2 separate regions of the Gasterosteus aculeatus genome follow, and region 2 is linked to region 1. Evidence: chromatin contacts called from public Hi-C data. All regions are on one chromosome and are shown on one strand. The core of a region is the stretch at or near the end of the contact, and the rest is flanking DNA. Distances in the headings are between cores, read along the strand shown. Region 1 holds the start of fat4 (FAT atypical cadherin 4). Region 2 overlaps fat4 (FAT atypical cadherin 4).

The links. Hi-C and Micro-C count contacts between places; a contact is called where the count stands out from the background.
Region 2: a Hi-C map of skeletal muscle shows a contact between it and region 1, with 5 times the contacts expected there. The contact joins the enhancer-like site here to the promoter of fat4 in region 1. A contact is called at or near these places in 2 of 6 Hi-C or Micro-C datasets (both in skeletal muscle).

Annotation. Positions count from the first base shown.
Region 1 is chr4:3,647,850-3,653,626 of fGasAcu3.hap1.1, forward strand. fat4 (FAT atypical cadherin 4) reads left to right here and starts at 2,844. Exons shown (of 17, transcript XM_078101947.1): 1 at 2,844-5,777. The coding sequence starts at 3,298.
Region 2 is chr4:3,718,523-3,724,299 of fGasAcu3.hap1.1, forward strand. fat4 (FAT atypical cadherin 4) reads left to right here. Exons shown (of 17, transcript XM_078101947.1): 9 at 1-580; 10 at 1,899-2,003; 11 at 2,305-2,612; 12 at 5,094-5,179. Among protein-coding and RNA genes, the nearest start is that of fat4, 71 kb to the left of the region's middle. Within about 2 kb of position 3,144, at least 1 of the 9 cell types and tissues checked has open chromatin away from gene starts, as enhancers often do.

The sequences.
Region 1 (5,777 bases), core at 1,594-4,093:
GACGCTCGGGTATAGAAAGAGAGTGTTGTTCTGCAGCCTCTCACCTCCCGGAGGCAAACAATAACCTTCTTGTAGCTCGCGTTTTAAAAGCCCATTCAGCCAAACTCCTGTTGCCCGAGACTCAAACCAACGACATGCTTGTAAAAAAAAAAAAAAAAAAAAAGAAAGGACCAATTTGCCTCCCGACGGTTTCTGCAGGCGAGACGCCGCTCACCCCGAGAGCCGCGCTCGGGACGATTAGCATCTCATTATCTGTCCTCTTTTCCTAAATTTGACTCAAGTTCAAAGAGGACTGTCCTGCGATGCGTCACTTCATTCGGGTCGGATCTCATTTCCTCCCACTTCACAGGAGACGAGCGGCTGCTGTGGTTTACTGCAGACCTCCGTCTGCTCCTCGACTCCTGCATTTGATCTTTACGGCCGAGCTCTGACTTCTCAATATGTTGATGGATTTTATGAGAGTTCTCCGCTGATCGCTGAGCTTATTTTATGTATTTAGAGTGGAGGAGGCGGCCTTTGATGGTCTGAACTAATCTTCCTCCACATTTCTATCTGACATCTGTCATCGACGGATCCAAAGATAATTTTAATTCACTTTCATTTCAACATCCTCCGAAACTTGTTTTGCATGCAGCTCCGTGCACGGCCTCGGGAAAGTCATTTTCCAGACAAAAAATAAATCAACAAAACCACCAGGATGGTGCATGATTGGTTCAGTAGATACAGTCCTGCTATTTCATTCAGCACTGACTCTCTTCAGTCGCAGCAGGAGAAGTTGCTTTTACCAAATACGATTTGGGAGAGACATCGCAAGACTCGTAAGTGGTTGGAAATGTCGACATTTATTGGTTTGTCCTGTCCGGTACACGTGTACAAGTGTTTTTGAGCAAGTTACTAAACCCCCAAAAACAACGGCTCATGAGTTAATGTATAGGGGAAAAAAATGATGAAATATTGCAGTTTCAAAATGCACTTATAGAGCCAGAATAAAAGAGCCAGATGTAACTAATGAAGGCTTAATAATATCCCCCACAACATCCTCCTCTACTGTGTGTTTTCCATCCTCCTCTCCATCCATTGGCCAGATCTTCTCTCCTCCACCATGTAACCGCCTCGTTCTCCTCACCTGAGGATCCCCTCTTCCACCAGCACAGGTCCGTTGAGCTTCTGCCACATCGTCCAGCATGTGCATGTTCTATTGTCAGTGCGTTTGAAAAGTATTGACTGTTTGTCGAGGGGAGAGTTCCACACACGCACAGCAGGGAGTCTTCCTCTGACGACCATGAATGTGATCAATAACTAAGCTTGAAAACAACCTGGAGAGCCAAAACGTTGAACGTGTGTCCAGTCCACTCTGTGATTCTATTACGCTGCTGATTCACGGCCTACTGAACGTCCAGGCGGCCTGATTACAAAAGCCACAACTTGTCAAATACAAAAGCATGAGTAAACATTTACGTTCCTTTAAACGAGGGTTGTAATTATCCTCCGCGTAGAGACGTAAGGACGGACGAAGGGACGTCACTTCCCAGATCTTCTACGTGTGGGATTCAAACCGCTCCTCCTTCTTGTCGATGAACTCATGTGACCTGGGACTATTTAATGAAACATGTTTTGGGGAAATGATTAATGCCTTGAATTGACAAGGATTTCTTCACCAGTGAAGGTTGTGCAGTTAATATGCTAGCAGTCAACTAATGCAGACCTGCAGCAAAGTAGTACTACAGTAGTAGTATTATCTGCCTTATTTCTACTAAATGTATTTCTAATGTTACTCCCTTAAACTGTAATGTGAACACTGCTGAAGTCCTAAACACGGAAGAATGTGAAGACAGAGTCAAATATTTATGAAACAGAAGTTCTGTGAAATTTTTGAATGTTTTGGTGAATTTTCCATCATTTTGTCTCCTTTTTTTAATGTGTTTTGTCTTTTTTCTCATTTGGTCTGCTGCTCAAGTGTCTGTTTTGTTGATTCTTCTGTGTTTTTTCACAATGTTGTCTGTTCTGGTGTTTTTTAAATTTCCCTCATCATGGAGGCTTTTATGTTTTTCGAGTCATTTTCTCTGTTTTGCTGAATATTTCACATTTTTCAGCAATTTGTCTTTTTTGCTTTTATTCTTAATTTTTGTCTTTTTAAATTCCCAAAGTCAACCAATCATGTGGTAGTCATGGCTTTTATTTTTAAAATAACTTTGTGTTTTAACATGTTCATATAGTAGATACGTAACTGAAGACAAAGAAAAAACTACTGAACACAGATCATATTTAATACTTTCCTGCCTCCTGCTGTTCTACTTTGGGTGGAAGTACCATCGTTTGGCCACTAGGTGGAGCTACTTACCCACAAAAGGAACTTTCCTGCAACTTCAATTCTATGCAAATACCTCGACGGCTATTATGAAGTCAGAAAACGACTGAAAACCCTTATTAGACCCGTTCCTTAATTAAGAAATACATATTTCGATATCATTTGAATCCCCAATAACTGAATAAAAGACATTGATTGGACACAGAAAGCTAAAAATTGTGTTTGAACTACGATGCAAATCATTTTAATGTATACGATCGTTCCTATACAGAAAAGTATTGCGATATACACGATCGCACTTGAATGGTTTTAATATAGTACGACAGGTAACAATCCAAACATGACGTATTGCTCATCAAATTCGATTTCAAAGCAACTTTGAAACTAGTGAAGTAATTAAACGCGCTCTGCGCATCGTTACCTGTATCACTTGATTGACATCTTCTCCTGCAAGCGGGGCCGCTAGACACAATGGAGGGGGAGGCGGCGGGAGGGCGGGCAGGAGCGCAGCCATCCAATGGGATCGGCGATGGGAGGGAGTTTGTGGCTCTCCAGCTTTGTCCGAACTTACAGGGACTCCTGAGCGCAATATGACCGAGGCACCGTTATTCCACGGGACGCTCTGCGCGCCGCGCACCCGCTCGCCAACTTCGGATAAACTTTTTTATTGTTTTTAAATATTAGTATTATTGTTTCGCGTACCTTGCACGAGCGAGGCCGTTTTGTTTCACCTTTCAAAGTATTACCAGTTTCCTGCCTCTTTTTTTTTTTTTTTTTGGTGTGGAGTTGAATTAAAAGTTTCCAGCTGCAGGGATCCCCGTCTCCCTTCAAGGAGGATTTCTGCTCGTTGCGCGGCATCAGGAGGAGCAGAAGAGAACTCGTGGAGTACTTTGGGACAGTGAATGACGAGCCGCTCACTGACTAACTAATGCGGCGCTTTGGTGGGTGCAGTGGATGCGTCTCCGGCATGGACTCTGTCTGACTTGACCATGGCGCGCACAGGTAGGGGCTTGGGCCGCTTTCACTTCGTTCTGCTGGCGCTGTGGACCCTGTCGCGGCACTCCGCGTCCAGCCAGGTCCGTCAAGAGTTCCAGGTCCCGGAGGAGCAGCCCGTCGGCACCTACGTGGGCACCATAGAGACCAAGCCCAGCTTCTCGTACCGCTTCAGCGAGAGCCACAAACTTTTTGCAATCAACGCCACCACCGGCGTGATCTACACCTCCTCGGTGATTGACAGGGAGCTCCTGCAGAGCGATGTCATCAACGTGGTGGTGCTGTCCAGCCAGCCCACGTACCCCACCGAGGTGCGCATAGTGGTTTTGGATATCAACGACAACTCCCCGGTGTTCCCGGACGCGTCCATCGTCGTGTCCTTCAAGGAGGACGCCAGCAGCGGGCGGCAGGTGATCCTGGACACGGCCACGGACTCCGACATCGGCAGCAACGGAGTGGATCACACCACGTACAGGATCGTGAAAGGCAACGAGCAGAGGAGGTTCCGCCTGGATATCACGGTCAATCCCAGCGGAGAGGGGGCATTCTTGCACCTCGTCTCCACCGGAGGCCTGGACAGGGAAGTCACTCCCTTCTACCAGCTGCTGGTGGAGGTGGAGGACAAAGGGGAACCCAAAAAGTTTGGCTACATGCAGGTGAACGTCACTATTCAGGACATAAATGACAACCCTCCCGTTTTTGACCAAGAACAATATCAGAACAGCGTCTTTGAGGACGCAGCCGTGGGCTCCAGCATTCTGCAGATCACGGCGTCGGATCGGGATGAGGGAGCTAATTCGGAGGTCAGGTATTTTTTAGACGAGGGAACACCTTTCCAAATCGACCCCAAAGCCGGGACCATCATTATGAAAGAGGGTTTGGATTATGAGAGTAAGCGAGAGTATTCCCTGACCATCCATGCCGTGGACAACGGGGTGCCGTCCCTGTCGGGGAGGACAGAAGCCACCATCAAACTTTTAGACGTGAACGACAACGACCCGGTGGTGAAGTTCAGGTATTTCCCCACCACCTCCAAGTTTGCCTCGGTGGATGAAAACGCACAGATTGGCACCGTGGTGGCTCTGCTCACTGTCTCGGATTCAGACTCCCCCACTGCCAACGGCAACATATCCGTTTCAATCCTAGGCGGCAACGAGCAGAGGCACTTTGAAGTGCACACTTCCCCCGTGCCCAATTTGAGTCTCATCAAAGTGGCCAGTGTGCTGGACAGGGAGCGGATTTCCTCCTACAACCTGACCGTGTCGGTGTCGGACAACGGCGCCCCCGTCGCCAGGTCCTCCTTCGCCAGTCTGGTTATTTTTGTGAACGACATCAACGACCACCCGCCCATATTCCAGCAAACCCTGTACAGGGTGGACATCAGCGAGGACGTACCGAAAGGCAGCTACGTCAAAGGCGTTTCTGCGACGGACGGCGACTCCGGGCAGAACGCCAACCTGCGCTACTCCCTGGTGTCTGGAAACGCTTTGGGCTGGTTCTCCATCAGCGAGAACAGCGGTCTGGTGACCAGCGCCGCTTTGCTGGACCGGGAGATAGCGTCTGAAATTGTGCTCAACATCAGCGCCAAAGACCAGGGGCTGCAGCCCAAGATCTCCTACACCAAACTGGTGGTAAACGTCACCGACGTGAACGACCAGGTGCCCACGTTCGCACAGGGCACGTACCACGTCTCGCTGGCGGAGCACGCCGCCGCCGGCACCGAGCTGCTGGTGCTGGAGGCCTCGGACGACGACGACGGGGCCAATGGAACCGTCCGCTTCGCGTTCGACGGGGAGACTCCGGCCGCTGTCCAGCAGCTGTTCCGCCTGGACGCGCTTTCGGGGCGACTGAGCACGGCCGCGGAGCTTGACCGGGAGGAGCGGGCCTCCTACTTACTCCACGTCCAGGCAGCGGACGCAGGCAGCCCCGCTTTGCACTCTGTAGGGAAAGTCAACATCACCCTGAGGGATATCAACGACAATAGGCCGGTTTTCTACCCGCTGCAGTATTTTGCCAACGTGAAGGAGAACGAGCCCTCGGGCTCTTATGTAACCACCGCCTCAGCAACAGACCCCGATTTGGGTCGAAACGGCACGCTCAAATATATGATTACAGCTGGGGATTCTTCCAAATTTCGCATTAATAGTAACACAGGGAAAATTACCACACTTGTGCCCCTGGATAGAGAGGAGAAGACCGCCTACCAGCTGCAGGTTACAGCTGCAGATGGTGGCGGCCTGCGCTCACACACGCAGGCCATAGTGACTGTGACCGTCATCGACACGCAGGATAACCCCCCGGTCTTCAGCCAGGAGGTCTACAGCTTTGTCATGTTTGAAAACGTGGGCCTTGGGACAGTCATAGGCACCGTGTCGGCCACCACCGTGGATCTGAACACAAACATTTCATATCTCATCACCTCGGGGGACCACAGGGGGCTTTTTTCCGTGAACGGCGCGGGTCAGATCACAGCGTC
Region 2 (5,777 bases), core at 1,894-4,393, 71 kb after region 1:
TCTCAGCTAGCGGGCCTGGGCACCGGGGTGCTGCTTTATGGAGCATTTGAACTCAACAATCAGACTTTCATAATGGCAGCTGTGAAACGCGGCCACGGACAATATGTCAACCCCAGTGGCGTGGCCACATTCTTCCAGAGTATCAAAGACATTTTATACAGGCAGAGCGGGGTGCAAATAGATGCGGTGGACCATGATCCGTGCACACGCAACCCGTGCCAGAACGGGGGCAGCTGCAAGAGGCGTCTCAGTGTCGGGCCTGATATGAAGACAGAAGAAAGTGTCCCAGTGATCCTTGTTTCCAACCACCCCCTGCAGCCATACGCCTGCAGCTGCAGGCCGGGATACACCGGAGGCCTCTGTGAGACGGACATTGACGAGTGCCAGCCATCGCCCTGCCACAATGGTGGCACCTGCCACAATCTGGTGGGGGGTTTCTCCTGCACCTGCCCTGAAGGTTTCACAGGGATGGCCTGTGAGAGGGATGTGAACGAATGCCTTTCCAATCCCTGCAAGAATGGCGCGCTCTGCCAGAACTTCCCCGGCGGTTTCAACTGCCTCTGCAATTCCGGCTTTGCAGGTACTGCACACGCAAGAGTCACACGTTATGTCCGACCGCACAGTCACTTGTGTCAGACATGGGGGGGGGGGGGGGGGGGGGAGGAGCACGGCTGCCAAAAACAGTTTGTTTTTTGGATTACTAGTTGGGGGGTATCAACTCCATGTTTGCTTTTAATAAAAAAGATGATTTGAAGCTGACCCCTGTCAGGATGAGCGTAGACTCCGTACACAGCTCACCAGTATCGCGTTTCACTGCGGCCTTCATGTGCATGCAGCTATGACCACACACAGATAGCGTTTTAATCCAACTGGACACACAACGAGGCTTTCTCATTTGAGTTTTATGACAAATGGAACAGCTTTATGAAAGATCCAATCAGGACTTTCATGTTTCTATTGTAATAAATGCACTGCTTTATTACCCTTAACCAAATGGGAGCGTATTTACAGTCATTTCAATCCTGCTAACTTCAGCATCTGAAAGACATTTTCAAAGCAGCCGTGGCAGACGATTTGCCTCAAGTCAAGTAATTACTGTCCCTTTTTATTAGGACGATAGAAAATTACCACAAATCTTCTAGGTCTTATCGAGATAAATTACCCTGCTGAAGAAGTGCACCTATTGACTTACAGTAGTTTTCATGGTCTCACAGTGAACTCTCAACTTCCTGTCTTCCCAGACTGCTTTTTGGCAGCAGAATCAATCTCCGTTAAGCAACTTGTGTGTGGATTTACAACCTGAAAACTATCTGCAGAGGTTCATTGTCAGTTTTTTTGTTTTGTGCCATGCCTGGATCATTTATTGTCCATTATCTGTATCGTCATTTTCACATTCTTTGTCACGACGTCACGATGTGCATTGCAACGCTTGTCTTTCTGCAAACCAAAAGCAACAGCCTTATCCAAACTTTATTTGTCTTTATTTATCTTTCAGCGAGTTTTGAAAATGTGATTATTCTTAGTGAGAAACATTTCTGCCAGTGGAGTGAGGTCATGAAGGTTTCAAGATGTTTTGGATCAAATTCTTTCATCTTGGACGAGCCGTTTCTATTCCACAGCACCGTCACTTGTGTCAAAACATTTTTTTAGAATAAGTCAAAACTGCAGCAAAACAGATGACATCACATCTTCATATTATATATTTCACGATCGTTTCAAACAGACGCTGAAACTTTGAATGATTTGTTGGACCCAGGTTTTTTCTTTGTTTGCAGTGTGTTGTGTTAAAGGCCTGCAGGCCTCGGCCTGTGGGGGGAAGTGAACTGTGTTCCCCTCGGGGTTTCCCTGTGTTGTCTCCCACCTCATCCATTTTAATTTGTGTTGTTCTGTGAACCCAGGCAAAACGTGCGATTCCATCATCAATCACTGTGAGTGTAACCCTTGTTTTAATGGCGGGTCCTGTCAGAATCGGGTGGATGGATATTACTGTCATTGTCCATTTGGTAAGTAATAGTAGGGAACCTTTTCAGGGCGTAGGCGAGCCGCTGTAGAGTAGAAGAAAATAAAGTTATGCTGGATGTGGACACTTTTCATCTCGTCTCTCCATTTGCCATGATTTGCATCAAAAATTAATTCGAAAAAGCTAAAAGTGTGACCTGACAGCTTTTAATCTGTTTGTTCTAACTAAATGATATCACTTGATAAAGATTCTGTTTTATCTGTAGATATTTTTATCGCCGCACCAGTGTGAATGATTCATTGGCTTCCTCTCTGATTCCTCTTTGGGTTTGTTTCTGTCCTCAGGGGTTTTTGGCAAACACTGTGAACTTAACAGCTACGGCTTTGAGGAGCTCTCCTACATGGAGTTTCCGTCTCTGGATCCCAACAACAACTACATCTATATCAAGTTCGCTACCCTGAAGAGCAACGCGCTGCTCATGTACAACCACGACAACCAGACCGGAGACAAGGCCGAGTTCCTGGCTCTGGAGATCTTTGAGGGACGGATGCGCTTCTCCTTCAACCTGGGGAGTGGAACTTACAAACTGATGACCATGATAAAAGTGTCCGACGGGCAGTTCCACACAGTCATCGCCAGGAGAGCCGGGATGGTAAGAACGTCAGACGTTTTTTCCTCATGCATTCTTTAACTGTTTTGTGGATTAATAGTTAACTTATGGGTTATGTAGAGAAAAGCTTAGTGGTACGGACGTGGTAGTGATGATAATTACCCCCCCCCTCCCCCCTCCCAACGTCCTCCTAACCACAGGTGGCTCAGCTTATGGTTTTCAAGGTTTGTAATTACACTTTATCGCTCGCTGTGATTTACAGTAGGAGGATCCAAAATGGCCCCCCAAGGTTGAAACTCTGTCTCCTGTGCTCTGAAGCGGCGGCTTCTCCTTGCCAGCAACGCAGTGGCAAAGGAAAGAGGGGGGGGGGGGGAGAATCCCTCCGGCCCTGTCAGAGCTTCCATAATGTAGCTCTCCCGCTGGACTTCAAATCTGTCACTTCCCTCCGTGCGCCCGGAGTTTCTTAGGAAGCTGGTAGAGTCGTTAAATCGGTGGCGGTGGGGGGGGGGGGGGGGCATCCAGCAACACGTGGAGACCTGTGATTGGGTCCGCGCCATGCGCCCAGCGCGGAGGCGCCCCGCGTGACGGAGGAGTGAACCCGATCGGCGTGCTTGCAGAAGGTGCTGCGGGTCACTGCGGCGGTCGAGTCCGCGGTCGGTTTCTCTTCCGCCTTCGGGGATTCCGAGCCGATGTCGACAGAAGCAGACAGAAACCGCGGACACGGTCACGCGCCGCTTCGCCCCCGAGAGCCGCGAGTAATCAGAGGGAGCACACCGGTTCCACCACACTGATTACAGTCTTCCATCCAAAGCTGTTTAATTGTCAAACACAGTGAATGACAGAAAGTTTCACAACTCAGGAGCTCACGTTCGGGTCAGAACAGAAGTGCGGTTTGCCAATTTATCTAATTAGCAATGTGTTGAATCTGTAGACTGATACGTTTTCAGAGTTTTCAGTTGGGAAACAGGTCGATTGATTTAATCATTGCCGGTCAAGCAATCAGGACGGGTGCAACAAGCTAAAAAAACACCACATTGACTTCGCACATGGCGTCACATCATTTGTGTGATCATGTGACCTCAGCCGAGATCATCTAATCAGAGAGCTCAGCTAGTTTTCTTTCTCAAATCGGGGACTTTAAGAAGAATTCTTTGAAAGGTTTTTTTTTTTGCAAATTAGGGCTCGCTGTAGCTGATTAGCACCAGCAGCTGATCGTGAAGATTTGGGTTAGATGAATTAATTACACTTGAAACAAGCAGAAAAGCTGTTTTTTCCGTGTCTGCACCACAACAGAGAGCAACGCTGCCTCCAGTAAATCGGTCACGGCGGGAAACAAATGATCTCCAGACGCGCTTCTTTCGCGTTTGCGCCGATGGTAGCCAAGCCCTCAAAAAAAATCTTTGTGTTACATTGGTTTTCATTTATGGAAGAACACATTCAGTACATTCTCAACCCCGGCGTGAGGCCGCAGCGCCTTTGATCACAGCGAAAGAGCTTATTAAATGTTCATGTTGCTTCAAAGTTCTTTGGACTTCAGAGAGTCACAAATGTGTTGTGTCCTTCGCCTCGTTGTTGTTGTTGTGTTTTTCTTCCCCGTCAGTGTCCATGTGGCGGACTGCGGGGTTCTGGGAGTTAGAGAGTGTGTGAGGGAATTGGGTCGGAGATCCGGAGGCCGGTGTGGTCCGTGTTTACTTGAGATCCAGGAGAGGTGGAGCGTGATTGCCCCGGTTTTTCAACACATTCACACACTTTTCCGTACAGGTTTTTTTTACCAGCCCATTTAGTTTCTTCCTGGTAAGGCGGTTTGCTCTCAGAGCACCGAGACAGAGAGACACACACAGAGAGAGAGAGAGAGAGAGAGAGAGAGAGGGAGAGTAAGCCACATCTGGACGAAAGCTTTAGTACCATTAACGGGAAATAGGAAATGTTTCACTGTAATGTACGGCTTCTCTTGTGCCGCTTGTCTGTCAAACAGCGGGGTGAGTTGATGAAAAGTAATTGGCCTGCATGCCATTTGGTGGACAAAACTCATATTAAGGACCAAAATACTGTGGGAGGAATGACTGTGGCGCTGGAAGTGACTCTCAGAGGGTTGAAGTGTAACCGTGGAGGGAAAGTGACGCTGCTGAGCATGAGATGCTATTAAGTCGGACTTTGGTTCCAGTGATAATAATTGAATTACATTAATATAAAAAAAAATTAACAGATAATCAAGACGTTCTATGCGAGTCTCTGTGTGTCCCACTGGCTAAATAACGTCGGCCGCGTTGAGGCAACTCTACCGTAACGCCGCTTTGGCTTAAGCTGAGCGAATCGTTTCTGGTGACGGTGTTTGCATCGAAACCGCCACCAGTGACACACTCACTAACACGTGCAAGTGATTATAAAGAAAGAGCGACGGAGCGACTACAACCAACCACGTCATCCCCTCAGGAGTCGCTTCCAAAAGATGACGTACCAGCAGGCCAACAACTAACGTTTGTGTGTGTGTGTGTGTGTGTGTGTGTGTGTGTTGCCACGTAGGCTGCCTCCCTGACGGTGGACCTGTGTGGTGATGACCAGGAACCAGGCTACTGCGCCGTGAGCAATGTGGCAGTGCACACGGACTGGTGAGGAAACCCCCCCCCAAAGTACACAGATGTTCCGTCTCTGTGATCCGACTGTATACATTGCAAACGCGTTGACAGTTTTAGGTCCTGGTGTTGAGAAACTCAACACATGAGGACATTTTCCATGTTTGAATAAAGGTTCTCTGCACATTGTGGGAACATATTAGCAATTTATGTCTTTCTAGCTTAGCAATATGATATAAATAATGTCCCCAAAAATGTGTTTTCCTCCTGAAACGCCTTCTCACCAATCGGAGTTTGAATTGAATATGTTTTAAAGTGTTGAAGAGGCTACCTGGTAATCCCAGTAAAACAAAAACAGAAAGCGACATGGGCGAGAGCCACACTTCAGTCGGACAATAGCTTTGTTCATCAGATCAGTTCATCCACACTATGTGTTTGTTGAGTTTGACTCTGCTCCCAAAGCTGAGCTGTGTGCGTGTTGAAACTAAAATCTTTATGTTTGTTATCCCTAACTTATAGCAATAGAGAGAGGACTGCAGAATACAACGCAGCTCTGAGGAGAACTTTTTGCTCATTTTATCCAGATGGATGCAAACGCCCAACAACAACAAAATTTAAAACCACGCACACTGAT